Regions from separate parts of the Zea mays genome. Here regions 2, 3 and 4 are each linked to region 1. The links are chromatin contacts, called in public Hi-C maps. All regions are on one chromosome and are shown on one strand. The core of a region is the stretch at or near the end of the contact, and the rest is flanking DNA. Distances in the headings are between cores, read along the strand shown.

Region 1 (3,565 bases), core at 3-2,502:
CTCAGACATTAGTCCTGCGGCTATAATTTGGTTCATGATTCAGAAAATATCTGTGGGACAATATCATAGCTTGTTACAGTGGTCAGACCCCAAAAAGAACACTGCAGGTCACAAACAGCACAATTGTCGCATTGATGGTAAGCAGCACAAGCAAATCCACAGCCACCTAATTCAAATTTGCTTGTTGTGGCGGAGCATTGCTAATTTGATGCATAAGAACGGGGATAGGCTTCGATATTTTCAGATAAAGACATCTTTATCTCCCAAGTGCATCAGTATCACCAGAAAAACAAAATATCCCAATCCCACATACCATCGAAACAAATCAATAAATCCTCTTCATTCTCCCCAACCATTTGAATTCATATCTAGGTTAATGAGCTGAGAATGATGGCAAGGACATGCTCAAGAACTCCAACCTGACAACTCCTCCCTCAAGCAAAACGCTCTACTGAATGGATGGTTGGCTAGGAAACCAAGCATTATGAGTAATAGTCAATATAGTCTGGTAGATCTTCAGATGGTACACAGTTTGTGATCCAGGACAATTTGACCAATCTAACAACCATGCTGGAAGAAATTAAGCTGATGCCAAGTTGACAACACTAAGTCCATGAAGCACTGGATAGGGGTATGATGGCAGTGGCGGATCCAGGATTTCAATGTTGGGTATTTACAATGCAAAGAAAATACTTCGGTTGAAAGATACGAAGAGTTACAGTAGCACAAATAAAAGGTATATATAGTTCAAACTAGAGATGTTTAGTAAAAAGGGGAAATTACAAAGCGGAAATGGGAAATTTGATATCGTTACCTCCCTCGGCGCCGGCTGTAGATCCGCCGCCCCTGGGGCTTGAGCAGCAGGCCAGCGGCGGGCTCCTGTGCTCCGCCCCGGCCTCGCTGGTGCTGGCGCTTGGGCTGGCGCGGGGGGCGCCCTTGTCGAAAGGCGAGCACCCGTTGCGCCTGCGCGGCTGCGCCGTTCCCGCTGGACGGCCAAGCACCGAGGGGAGATGGCGACGATCGACCGCTAAGACAGCACGAAGCACGAGCAAGACCGGATCGAAGTGCAGCCGTGCTGGGGTAGGCGGCAACCGTCGGTGCCTCGGCAGGACGGCGGGCTGCGGCGCATCGTCCGTGACTCTGCGACGGGCGGACGGGAGACGGTAGAAGTCAGGGTGATCGTGATCTAGCGTAGTGAGAGGAGAATAGGGTCAATGCTCAACGCATGGTAAATGGGCCCATTGGGCCAGCCATCTCTACTCTACTATTTTCTATCTTTATCTCTATACTCTACTGGTTAGTTTTCCGTGCATTGTAACGGCTCACAACAATATCCATATAAACTATCTAATAAAAAGATCTAAAAAATTTTTATTAATTATCTCAACTCTCCATATAATGTTTTTTATTTTACTAAATGATATTGTTATTTACTCCATCCAATATGGCTTGGTATAATACAGCCAATGAAGGGAGCGATTAGAAGATAGTTCACAATGATCGACTAAACGAACAGAGATTATAGAATGACATAATTCCACCAAACAGAGACCAAATAAGAGGAAGTTTGTGAGCTCAAGTTTTTAAAATAAGTCCCATGAACTCAAACTTATTAAAAAAGATAGATCAAAATATGGAGTGGTTGCTAAAGTCAGGCATTAATAAAAACTGGATGCGCTCTATACAAATTATGGTACTTTGTAGCAATTACTAACATTTAAAACTAATAAATAACTTTTCCTTTTATTGTTAGCGTGACAAATCATTGCTGCTCCATCCAATTTAGCAAACTCAAACACCCTGGAGTTCATTGCGCCAATGTGGTATCAGAAACGACCTAATGTATGTAAGAGCCAAGAACATAAGGGACGAGCACCCTGTGGTAGTGCCCACATGGATCTCTGAAAGTCGCCTAGAGGGGGGTGAATAGGGTGAATCTGAAATTTATAAACTTAAGCACAACTACAAGCCGGGTCAGCGTTAGAAATATGAACGAGTCCGAGAGAGAGGGTGAAAACAAATCGCAAGCAAACAAAGAGTGAGACACAAGGATTTGTTTTACCGAGGTCCGATTCTTGCAAACCTACTCCCCGTTGAGGTGGTCACAAAGACCGGGTCTCTTTCAACCCTTTCCCTCTCTCAAACGGTCACTTAGACCGAGTGAGCTTCTCTTCTCAATCAAACGGGACACAAAGTCCCCGCAAGGACCACCACACAATTGGTGTCTCTTGCCTTGGTTACAATTGAGTTGATCACAAGAAAGAATGAGAGAAAGAAGTAATCCAAGCGCAAGAGCTCAAATGAACACAAGTCACTCTCTCACAAGTCACTATTTGATTTGGAATGAACTAAGAACTTGGGAGAGACTTTGATCTCTTTGGTGTGTCTTGTATTGAATGCTATAGCTCTTGTAAGGTGTGGGAAGTTGGAAAACTTGGATGCAATGAATGGTGGGTGGTTGGGTATTTATAGCCCCAACCACCAAACTAGTCGTTTGGTGAAGGTTGCTGTCGCATGGCGCACCGGACAGTCCGGTGCGCCTGCCACGTCACCAAACCGTTGGATTCCGACCGTTGGAGCTTATGTCTTCTGGGCCACCGGACAGTCCGGTGGTGCACCGGACAGGCACTGTTCACTGTCCGGTGCGCCATCTGGCTCTGCTCTGACTCTGGCGCGCACTGTAGCGCATTTAATGCCTTCTGCAAACGACCGTTGGCGTGAAGTAGCCGTTGCTCCGCTAGCACACCGGACAGTCCGGTGCTCCACCGGACAGTCCGGTGAATTATAGCGGAGCGGCCTCCAGAATTCCCGAAGATGAGCAGTTCGGAGTTGGAGTCCCTGGTGCACCGGACAGTCAGGTGCGCCAAACCAGGGCACACTTCGGTTGACTTTGCTCTCTTGTATTTGAATCCTTTTTGGTCTTTTTATTGGTTTGTTGTGAACCTTTGGCACCTGTAGAACTTATAATCTAGAGCAAACTAGTTAGTCCAATTATTTGTGTCGGGCAATTCAACCACCAAAATCAATTAGGAAAAAGGTGTAAGCCTAATTCCCTTTCAATCTCCCCCTTTTTGGTGATTGATGCCAACACAAACCAAAGCAAATATAGGAGTGCATAATTGAACTAGTTTGCATAATGTAAGTGCAAAGGTTACTAAGAATTGAACCAATATAAATTCTCATAAAATATGCATGGATTGTTTGTTTATTTTTAACATTTTGGACCATGCTTGCACCACATGTTTTGTTTTTGCAATTCTTTTGTAAATTCTTTTCAAAGTCCTTTTGCAAATAGTCAAAGGTAAATGAATAAGATTTTGAGAAGCATTTTCAAGATCTGAAATTTTCTCCCCCTGTTTCAAATGCTTTTTCCTTTGACTAAACAAAACTCCCCCTTAACCTCTTAGTGTTCAAGAGGGTTTTAGATATTAGTTTTGAAGAGGTTGAACCAATTTGAAATTCTATCAACAATAAGATACCGATTGAAAAATCATCAATTGAAAAATCTTTTCTTAACTCAAAATTTTGAAAATTGGTGGTGGTGCGGTCCTTTTGCTTTGGGCTA
Region 2 (3,219 bases), core at 567-3,066, 270 kb before region 1:
TTTATTTCTACATTTCTTTCGAATAGTATTTAGACATCTCTCGATTGGATAGCACCAACGTCCCTGCACTGGCCCCCCATTCGTGCCTCATAGGGGAGATGAAGAATCAAATGCTGCATTGGATTGAAGAAGCCAGGTGGAAATATCTTCTCAAGCTCACGGCCATGTTTAGTGATCATTTTCAAATTTCGAGTACATATGATATCATGACATGTGGATAAGTGGACAAGTTTCATGATTTTCAAATTTTATCACAGCTTTCTCGAAACATTTTCAAAATTTTTATTACAGCCTGTACATATGATATCATGACACGTGGACAAGTTTCATGATTTTCTGACTTTGTTTGTATTTTATATAATTTTTAAACATGTAGATGGCAAGTTCACGGCCATGTTTAGTGAGCATGTTGCTCGAAGTTTCTGGTCCGCTCCTGAAATCGGTCGTAACTTATGCTAAGTAACATGAATATCATTTTTGCATGAACGGTTTTTCAAGTTTCGAGTGACCTGCAGTTCAAATCTGGATTTTCCGGAGAAATTCAAATAAACGAATTAAATCTACTAACGATTGAAAACTCTGTTATAATTGTCCACAAATGATACATGTAGGTTTACATAGTGCAGGAATATACCACAAAAAGTTTGGGAGACAAAATCTAAAAAATAAAAATATGCTTTGCCGAGTGTCCAAGGAAGACACTCGGCAAAGAGTTCTTTGCCGAGTGCCAACCATCGGCCCTCGGCAAAGGCTGACGACCGTTAGCTTTAGGACGGCCGCTGACGATCCTTTGTCGAGCGCCACCGTTGTCGAGTGTTTGACACTCGGCAAAGAGATCTTTGCCGAGAGTTCTCCTGTGCCGAGTGTCCTGCACTCGGTAAACCAGCTCGTTACCGAGAGCAGGAGTTTACCGAGTGGCTCTCGGCAAAGTCGCCTTTGCCGAGTGCCCGACAAAAGGCACTCGGCAAAGCTGCCGGCATTCGGCAAAGCCTGCAATTCCGGTAGTGTTTTACCACGTTGACAAAAAAAATGAAGAAATCCGATATTTTAGTCATTATGGATATGGCGCGGTGTCAAATCGGTATAGTCATAATCCTTTCCATAGGATTGTCCCATGCTCGACACATTAACACTAAGTTTATCCCTGAATAACACGGCTACCTCCATCCTAATCTTTTCTATTGATCAATTGCCTATTTTTAAGGCGCAGTTGTTCTTGGCCGTATCTGTGGAGATGATTTTTTTAAAGACGTCCAACTCTAGCTAGCTAGTCCGTGTATGTGAACGGTGTTAGGTAGTCATTGGATCCGTTGACTATATTTGTAAAGGTGGTAGCCGTTCTTTTTAATTTTAACGCCGCTGGGAAGAAATTAAACGTGGTACATCTATGTATCGTTTTCTTAACAGTGATATAATAATATACTATCATTGCATGCGTCCGCAATTGCTCTCTCGCGGCTCGTTCTACCGTGGGAAGAAGAGCTGACCCGTCGCCGCCCCACATGCATACGATGCGTCCTTATCTGTCGCGGCTCGTGCAAACGCGGGGCGGGCTGAGCGCCCCAGCCCACCACTTGCACCACTTGCATTTACTTAATTAGTTCATAACACATCACATCTGTATCTTACATTATCTTTAAAAAAATGATTCACACATTATTTATATATGAGATATAATAAGTTTCCAGGAAGCATCTTTGGCGACTTACGTACGTGTATCAGAGACATGGAGTGATAAACTATTGGGCAACCATTTAGCAATCCTAGCTAGCCAGCTCGTCTATAAATAGATGCATCAGCTCCACTTGGTCTACACACTTCACAAGCAGCTCAAAGCTCTAGTTCTAGCTAGCTAGCAAAGGGGGGGAAAATGGCTCCGCTTCTCGCTGCTGCCATGAACCACGCTGCAGCCCATCCTGGCCTTAGGAGCCACCTAGTAGGACCCAACAATGAGAGTTTCTCACGGCACCACCTGCCGTCTTCTTCTCCACAGAGCAGCAAGCGAAGGTGTAACCTTAGCTTTACTACACGATCTGCAAGAGTAGGCAGCCAAAATGGAGTCCAAATGTTGAGCCCCTCGGAAATCCCACAAAGGGACTGGTTCCCCTCTGACTTCACCTTCGGTGCCGCCACTTCAGCGTACCAAGTATAATTTTCTAGCGCGAATGTTGTTTATTACGTCTCTGTTAGATATATACATATATGAAAAGAAACTACTGTAGTTCACTGTTACATAATGGCAGCTGATTTATATATATACCTAAACCAAAAAGGAGTTGATATATGTGTGTGTGCGCACGCGCGCGAAACGTATTGTATTCTAGCTAATTAATTAATTGTTTGATACATGCTAAAGTGAAATGATATATCTTGGTAGATTGAAGGTGCTTGGAATGAAGATGGAAAGGGGGAAAGCAACTGGGATCACTTCTGCCACAATCATCCGGGTAAGGTTCATATATATACCCCAGCTTTGATTAATTAGCTTGTTTTTGTTTGTTCATAATTAATAACATCATACGTTATATCCTTGTTTATTTCCTTATTTTTTTATGCCTCTTTCATGTGCATATCAATAGAAAGGATACTGGACGGGAGCAATTCAGACATTGGAGCGAATTCGTACCATATGTACAAAGTAAGTCCACTCCCGGCCCGTAGGAATTCGGAGCGGAGACACCTTTAATTTTGCAATATGAGTTTCGGGCAGTTTCAGATCCCATTTTTCTTTTACCCAAATATTCGGCCGCCTGGATCCGAAACAGGCAGCAGCCCCGCCGCGGGAAAAATTTCTTTGCCCATGGAGCTCATGATCTGTAATTTGGCCTGTTGTTGGACCGCCATGGAGCTCTCCAACATGAAGCTAATCATCATTGACAACATCCAAGATGTAAAAATGATTATAGAACAATATAACATATAATATTTCTTATGGAAGTTTTAAATATTATGTTATTAGTCTATTACAAACCTGAAAAAAAAACAAAGGAGTCCACAGTTTTCAAATTAATATTAGGTCGGACATGAACTATTTCCTTGCGCAGGAAATATTTTCTGCTTATTATTCTAAGCTAAAATTTTGGATCTCGGTTGGAAAGGTTGTCCTTTTCTTGTGTGAAATAGGATGAAATTTTGGGTAACCAGCTGACATAATGTTTGTTTGCAGTTAACTCTCTTAAACATGTAAAAATGGTTATAGAAGAATATATTTCGTATCGT
Region 3 (3,714 bases), core at 541-3,040, 410 kb before region 1:
TTTGAACATAAAAAACAAGGCAACACAATGAGGTCGATGACTACCTTCATCTTCAAACTCATCCTATTTGTGAAAAAGGTCAAGTAAATTATGAATATATAATTAAAATTAATATGGGAAATGTAGATAGAAAAGTAAGTAAAACACATTAGGCATAGACATGAAACATATCATACAACCTTATAAGCTTTTCTTACTTTCTTTGGCTCTTTTTAGTATAAAAATAAAGATTACATTTATACCTTAGGCTCTGCGAGGCTTTACAAGATGAAGGAAAAGATTACAACTTCGAAGGCAGGGGCAATTTGCTCTTTCTTCGATCCAGAAGAGATACAAATGCATGGAATTGTTTCTCTATTTATAGGCATGAGGTACATCTTTGGTAAAACTACAATCATGACCTCAAGCCAATACATTCAAACTATGAAACATGATGAGGGTAATGATGTCTTTTTCTCCTACCATCCTGGCGAACAAACTTTCGAGGACCTCCTTCCACTTTTCTCAGCTTCGTCATTCTGCCCTGTGCTACTATCCCGAAGCTTGTACCTTCGTTTATGGTAGTTTCATCCGAAGGTGCTTTTGGTATGAGTACTTGAAACACTTTAGAAGCAAGCAAGGAAACAACTATTATCTTGGTGTTTTGAGGACCTTCGAAAGAAGAAGACCCCCCAACATATATATATTCTTTTTAAAACATATATTGACACATCTCTTTTATCGAGTTGGAACCTGTATGATAATCATAAAGTGCTTTTCATACCTCATATGCTGACTTGAGATGAACCAACCGATCAATGTCACTCCTCCCTAGACCTTGGATGATCAAGTTTGTTGCCTTGCTATTGTTATTCGCATTCGTCTGGTTAGCTTCATTAACTTGATTAGGCACATGAAAATGATTAGTAACTTTTCCTAATACACCTAACCTTGTGTATTTGGACCATAGCTATTTAATCTAATCAACGATTAAGATTAATTATATAATAAACACGACTTCGATACCACTTGTGGGATCGTATGATGCTAGAATAGGCATTCGAAGGAGGGTGAATGATTGTAGAAGCTTAAAAATAAATATCTCACACCTCCTCTTAAACACAAGACTAATTTAATGTACTTATATAAATCTAAACATATTTTGTATGCTAGTAAAAACGTTACTAAACAAAATCTATAATCCGATCGATCTGAAAATTTAACTGATTAAACTCGATAAAATTATGAAACATACCTAACTAAATCACATCAATCGGAAAGTTATTAATAAAACAAGATTGTTATTCCAAAGAGTAACAAAAATTAATCTAGATATACTTTCATAATTAAGAAATAAAAATATTAATGTCCAAAACTTTGTAGATAATAAATAGATGACTTAACAATGATTTAGATAAATCAAAATACCAGTAGCAATTAAAAACAAATGTTCAATTTATAGTCAAAACTAGATAAGCAAATAATCAATAAAGAAAGAAGAATAATGTTAATGTACTAATCTTGCAAAATCAACTCTTTCATTATTAAGATTTGCGTACAAAATTGCTACTCAAAAGCACCATAAAAGTCTTTCTTCAAAACTCTAAAACCCTAGACTAATGTTAATAGATCTAATACAATGGCTACCTCAACTCTAATTTCTGTCCGAGAAAACGAAATCCATTATCTATTTATATAGACCATCAGTCCTAATCCAACCCCAAGTACTACTACTCTTAGACCACTCCTGCTACTCTCCGCATGGGCCGGCACGTCGACCAGGCCTCCTCCACACTATGGCCTTGGGCCGCGTCCTGTAACAAGGGCCACTGGCTGGGCCTCGCCCATCTCCACTGGCAGGCCGGCGTGCACAGCATTCTAGGCAGCTGCCGAGCCCACTAGTCCACGCCGAAGCCGAACGCCTGGAGAAGCATGTGTCTGGTGGTGCTCCAACGGTCCAACGACGACTCCAACCCGGCCGCTTGCGGCTTGCCTCACAGCCTGAGCACGTATTTCAACGTGAAACCTAGAGCTTTTGGGTGGTGTTTGGTTAAATAGATGTAACGCAAATGGTAACGGTAATGGTTTACGCTTGATTACTGGCGGTAACAAATTTGAATAGACTGGTATCAATTTTTAGTGTGGTATCTGATTACGGTTGGATTAAAACAAACATGATTTAATGTTATCAGTTACCCATTACGTTACAAATATACGAACCAAACGGCACCCAAGTTCGTGCTGATTGCTTGCATGGCTTGCTTCGCCTTTATTTGCATGTCTATGCCAAAATCAAATTTCATTTGCACCTGCTAATTTAATTTGCTAGATACCCTCCCATACATATGCATATGCACACGAGCTAGCCAAGGGTGACACCTTTATGCTAGAGTCGCTCACGTTTCTCGACACCCTATGTCTACATAACAATTAACTCACGTTGCATTCACAACATCCATTTTCATTTGCACCCTTCTTAAGCTCGGATGTACTGCGTGATATATTGACCAATAATACTCTAGTTTCTCTCTGAACTTAGGTGGTGTTTAATTCTGCTTTTTTGCAATAACATCTGGCCGATAGAAGCTGCTGCGGACTGTCAAACGTCTAGTTTTTCAGCTTGTTTTTTAGTGATAGTTCTGGTAAAAATCGTTCAAAATCAATATGAACACAGAATCGATTTTACTATTTTTTAGATTAAATTGTAGTAACATAATTGACCAAAATAGATAATAGTATCACAATATGCTTTAAATACAAACATAGTGTCACCACCGGTTTATGTTACAAACAACTGATATCCTTTTTTATTGCAAACTTAGGGCCAGTTTGGAACTCTATTTTTCCAAAAAAAAATCATTTTTAGAAAAATATAGTTTATTTTCTCTTGAGAAAATAGAAATCCTGAAAAAAATGGAGTTCTAAAACTAGCGAATAAATTTACTGTCGGTTTTGAGAGAATCAACAGTGCGCGTACGTGACATTGGTGGCCACGCAGTGTGATAGTGTGTATAGGATAAGATCTAGAAAGTACCTTCTTCTCTGTGGATCGTCAAGCCCAAGGTGTGCGAGCGTAGACACTTGGCAGGATATACTAATCAATATATTAGCCTGAATCACATTCATTAGTTTATCATAATTATATTTGCCTTGTTTTACCAAGTCTTCATAGGTATCCTAAGTGGCACAGCACGAGTCTAAATTAAGGTGCACTAGTTGTACCGTTGCTCTTGAGGTTTATTACCAGCTAACATGGTCATGTTATTGCTAGCACCCAGATATTAGGGCATGTATAACCCCATTTAATAGGGGTATCTTGAGGGGTCTATAGAAGGTTAACTGAAAAAATAAGAGGCGGGCTCTTCGCAAAGAGCTCATCTCTACACGATTCAACATGCGCATTGTCTCTTAACTGTATTTATTATTCAGAGGCTCAGAGTTGTACCATATAGTTTCTTTGATATCTCTTGTACTTAGAAAACCATTGTGCAGTCTAAGGGTTGTACATGCCCTTAGGTGTGTAGAAACCCATGAATTGAGGAGTCTTTAGGGGATTAAATGAAAAAAAAATCAAGAGACAACATCTTTGCGAAGAGTCTGTCATTCACGATTTTCTATGCATATTGTCTATTAATGCATTAAATATTAAGAATATAGGTTTATATCATATAGTCTCTTAGAACAAGGGCAATGGTACTGCTCGCTATCGGCGAAAAAACTCTAGCGTGAAGAGAA
Region 4 (3,527 bases), core at 351-2,850, 410 kb after region 1:
GCTCCAGGTGGTGTATGTGGTTTGGAATCTTTTGGAATGGGGTAGGAAATGCATATAAAAATCTTAATGGCTGCGGTGCACATGATTGCATTTTATTTTATTTCGCCGAATCTATCGTTCTGGTCAGCCAGGTGCCACCAAACTGCAAGCGAGAGAGAAGGAAAGCATCTGCACCATTATTACCAAACAGCTGCAGTAGGTAGCAGGTACACCAGCTAATGATTAAGATAACAGTATAGTAATGAGATCCACAGATTTATGTATTCACAATGATTCCCCGATTTGCTTGCAGTACTAATTACTCTGCGCATTATTTTGATCACTACTGCTAGCAGTACAATTACAATAGTTTATTTCCACTGGAGATGGCTGCTGCACACTCGGATGGTTGGTTCATCAGGCAGAGGCAGGTTGCTCAGCTGGAACAGAGAGCACAGCATGTCGGTCGGGCAACCAACCCATCTACTCAGCCCCTATGTGTGCTGCTACCACAACTACCAAACTCTGCAGCTGCAATCATGGCAGCTGCCAACGCCCGCCGTCGCAGCTGAAACGCTGCACCTGGATCACTTTACAGCAGCAGCAACGTGTTCGCGATCAGGTCTGGTCATCTGGTTTCTTGTGTGGTGGCGGCCGGCATACCGGCATGGTGTGTGCTTCCAGACGGCGAAGAATGGCGCGCATGGTTCGGCGCCGTTCAGCTGCAAAGGCGGACGGTGCACGCCACCGCCTGCGCCCAGTACTTGAGCCGCGCCTTCACCTCGTCAGGGCTGTCACCTGCGCTATCCAAAAAGAAAGGACTGCATTCGTTAGAACATATGCCGATAAACAAAGAAGCGAACAGATCGTCGACAAGTGGTGTCCTTGGTTGGTTCCGTGACGGGAAAAGATTCCATCTTGATGTAGACAAGTTGGTTTTCTCCGCTCCGGTGACCAAGGAAGGAAGGAATCCCAAGTCAAGTCATGGAGGAAGACAGGCGGCGATCTGCTATGTGTTGCTTACCGGGGCTGGAGATCTTCCAGTTGGTGACAGGCGGCGACGGCGTGGCGGCATCTGGTGCGGCGGCCTCGTGCTGCTGCGGCTTCTCGTCGTCCAGCTGGAGGCGCTGGCTCATGGAGTAGCACAGCTCGAGCGCCGGCAGGGTGCTCCGGAGCTCGGGGATCTCGTCGTAGTTGAAGCCGAAGCCCAGGTCGGCGCATCCCTTGAGCTCCTCGAGGTCGTCGTCCGTGAGGCTCCTGGACCGCCCCACCGCGTCGTCTCCGCCCGCGAGCACGACGGGTTTCGAGTCCCGCCGCGCCGGCCACGCCGCCTCCCACTGCGCCCCACGCCACACGTCCTCCGCCTCGGGGTCGGCGACGCCGTCGACGGCGCTGGCACTGCCCTGTTTCCGGCTGCTGCGGCGTCGGCGGCGGTTGCGTTGGCGGAGAAGGCGTGCTGGTGGCGGGCTCGGCGGCGGGGAGGCAGAGGCGGATGGGGAGGAAGATGAGGGCTCCACAAAGGCGGAATCTGAGATCCACATCTCGGCGGCGTGGTGTCGTCGCTTGGACACTGAGAGGGGACAGCGAGGTAGTCACGGGGAGGCAAGAGGGTGTGAAATGGTGCTGAGTGGGTGGCGGGTGGGGGCTATTTGTACCGCCGGACCGGATAGAGGCTGGGGAGTGTGCGGTGCGGAGGCTCGCTGATGGTGGTGGTGGTGGGATGTGGGACCCGCCTTGGTGCATGGATGGACGGAATGGACATAACATGTGCCATGCATGGAGGAGCAGGTGGGGAATCATGTCATACGTACCAGTAGTAGTATGCATCAAGGCGTCAAGCATCATGCATGGATGATGGATGTTTCTAGCGATCGACAAAGGGATGCCTCTTCATTCTTCTTTTCTTATTAATGGTCGCGCTCGTGCTCCTCGAGTACTCAACAAAACCTTGTGATTTTGTGTGCCTCAATATATAGTAGGCTTGTTTGGCGAGTTGTTGATTGCGCTATTACTCGATTCATTTAGACGACCTAGCGTTAGCTTGAGTGCTAAACATTGCGTGGTGCATACTGTTACGATAATCATTTTTGGTAGTGTAAAACCAGTCCAAAATATAGTTCCTTTTTACCAACTTTTTTTGTGTGTCCACATTTGAATGAATAATAATAAACATGGACATACATACAAACTACATTCATAAGTTATCGATTGAACGTGTGTTTAGTTTAAAACAAATTATAATTTGGGACTGAGTAAGTATTTTATATTGTAGATAGCAATACTTGCAATATGAAGTTTAAATTAACAGGTGACATAGAGAAAGTGATAGAGCTGCTCGATATAGCTTTAAAACGTGTTCAACAGTTCACCCATATGGTTATTAAAAATATTGTTTTGTATTATGGACTATACTGTTCATAGACTGTACTGTTCATAAAGTGGAGTTTAAATATGGGAATAAGGATGAGTAAGTTGTTGGAGATAGCCTTGCGAGAGCTAAACTATATATCTATCACAACTAGAAATAACTATGGGGTTCCCGCGAGAATTTCCCTATTAAAGGACGGAGATGCTAGTAATTTAGTCTTCACGTAGATCAAAATAGAGAAATTAGTCCCCGCCAAATTTGCGGAACAGGATAAGAAACCATTCTCCATTCCCGTCTCGGCGTACCTACCCTTACAAACTAAATTATATTAAAACCTCAATATATAGTCTATTGTAAAATAACAAATTAAACTCAAAAATAGATGTCTCTTATAATTTAAATATTGTTTGTTTAATTTATATTATTATGATATAATCAATTTGAATTTTCCTCTAAATATTGAATTTCCTGAGACTGATTCCCTAATTAAGATCTTGTTTGATTGTATGAGTGTTGAGCACTAAATTGAGCGGCGAATGGTCCACACCTGTGGGCCGGACGGTCCGCGCGTGCGCATAGCAGATTATGGTTCCGAGTTTTGTGCTACGGTTGTTAGCTAGATTCGCCGAATTAGCTCGGAAATTAGTTTGTAAAGGGTCCAGCCCCCTCCTCTATAAATAGAGAGGTATACGACCGATTTGTAATGATGAATCGAATCAATAATACTTCTATCTCGCATTTATTTCCTGTACAATTAGGAGTAGTTCTAGTCTAGTTCTAGTTTAGCCTCTCAATCCCCAAATTCTCCGCTTCTCTTCGACTCTACGAAGATTAGAGGAGTCTAGGTCGGCCTGCCCGAGCCTATACAACTCATAGGATCTCTCCTCCCCGACGGGGTCCCTCTCGGGAGCGAGATCCAGGCGCCGCCGGCGACCTTCCGCCGCCCCTGCGCACGTGCGGACCGTCCGGCCGTCAGGCAGGAAACCCTAGCCTCGCGCCAGACCGCGGACCGTCCGGCCACTGGCCGCGGACCATCCACCCCTGCGCAGAGAGCACCACCGCTGGTTCGTGTTGAGTGATTGGCGCCCCAAAAGGGTGTCAACATACTTTTTGGCGACTCCGCTGGGACAACACGTCTAGACCCATCAAATCGACCCTCAATGGCCGGTTCAAGGGATAG

Evidence for each region. A called contact is a pair of places that touch in the nucleus more often than the background predicts.
Region 2: a Hi-C map of leaf shows a contact between it and region 1, with 6 times the contacts expected there. The contact joins the promoter of LOC542414 here to the promoter of LOC103641007 in region 1. A contact is called at or near these places in 9 of 25 Hi-C or Micro-C datasets (ear, leaf, leaf mesophyll and 2 more).
Region 3: a contact with region 1 is called in a Hi-C map of leaf, with 4 times the contacts expected there. The contact joins the enhancer-like site here to the promoter of LOC103641007 in region 1. A contact is called at or near these places in 2 of 25 Hi-C or Micro-C datasets (leaf and tassel).
Region 4: a Hi-C map of ear shows a contact between it and region 1, with 3 times the contacts expected there. The contact joins the promoter of LOC100277623 here to the promoter of LOC103641007 in region 1. A contact is called at or near these places in 2 of 25 Hi-C or Micro-C datasets (ear and tassel).

Annotation. Positions count from the first base shown.
Region 1 is chr10:35,084,031-35,087,595 of Zm-B73-REFERENCE-NAM-5.0, forward strand. LOC103641007 (Phosphatidylinositol N-acetyglucosaminlytransferase subunit P-related) reads right to left here and starts at 1,253. Exons shown (of 5, transcript XM_008664423.3): 1 at 815-1,253.
Region 2 is chr10:34,809,574-34,812,792 of Zm-B73-REFERENCE-NAM-5.0, forward strand. It overlaps LOC542414 (beta glucosidase 1), which reads left to right and starts at 1,817. Exons shown (of 12, transcript NM_001371627.1): 1 at 1,817-2,146; 2 at 2,378-2,447; 3 at 2,580-2,638. The coding sequence starts at 1,871.
Region 3 is chr10:34,669,396-34,673,109 of Zm-B73-REFERENCE-NAM-5.0, forward strand. No RefSeq gene overlaps it. Among protein-coding and RNA genes, the nearest start is that of LOC100285448, 62 kb to the left of the region's middle. Within about 2 kb of position 1,791, at least 16 of the 20 cell types and tissues checked have an H3K27ac peak or open chromatin away from gene starts, as enhancers often do. A contact at or near this core is called in leaf and tassel, where this site is marked.
Region 4 is chr10:35,494,850-35,498,376 of Zm-B73-REFERENCE-NAM-5.0, forward strand. It overlaps LOC100277623, which reads right to left and starts at 1,601. Exons shown (of 2, transcript NM_001398266.1): 1 at 1,004-1,601; 2 at 155-777. The coding sequence starts at 1,520. The coding sequence ends at 698.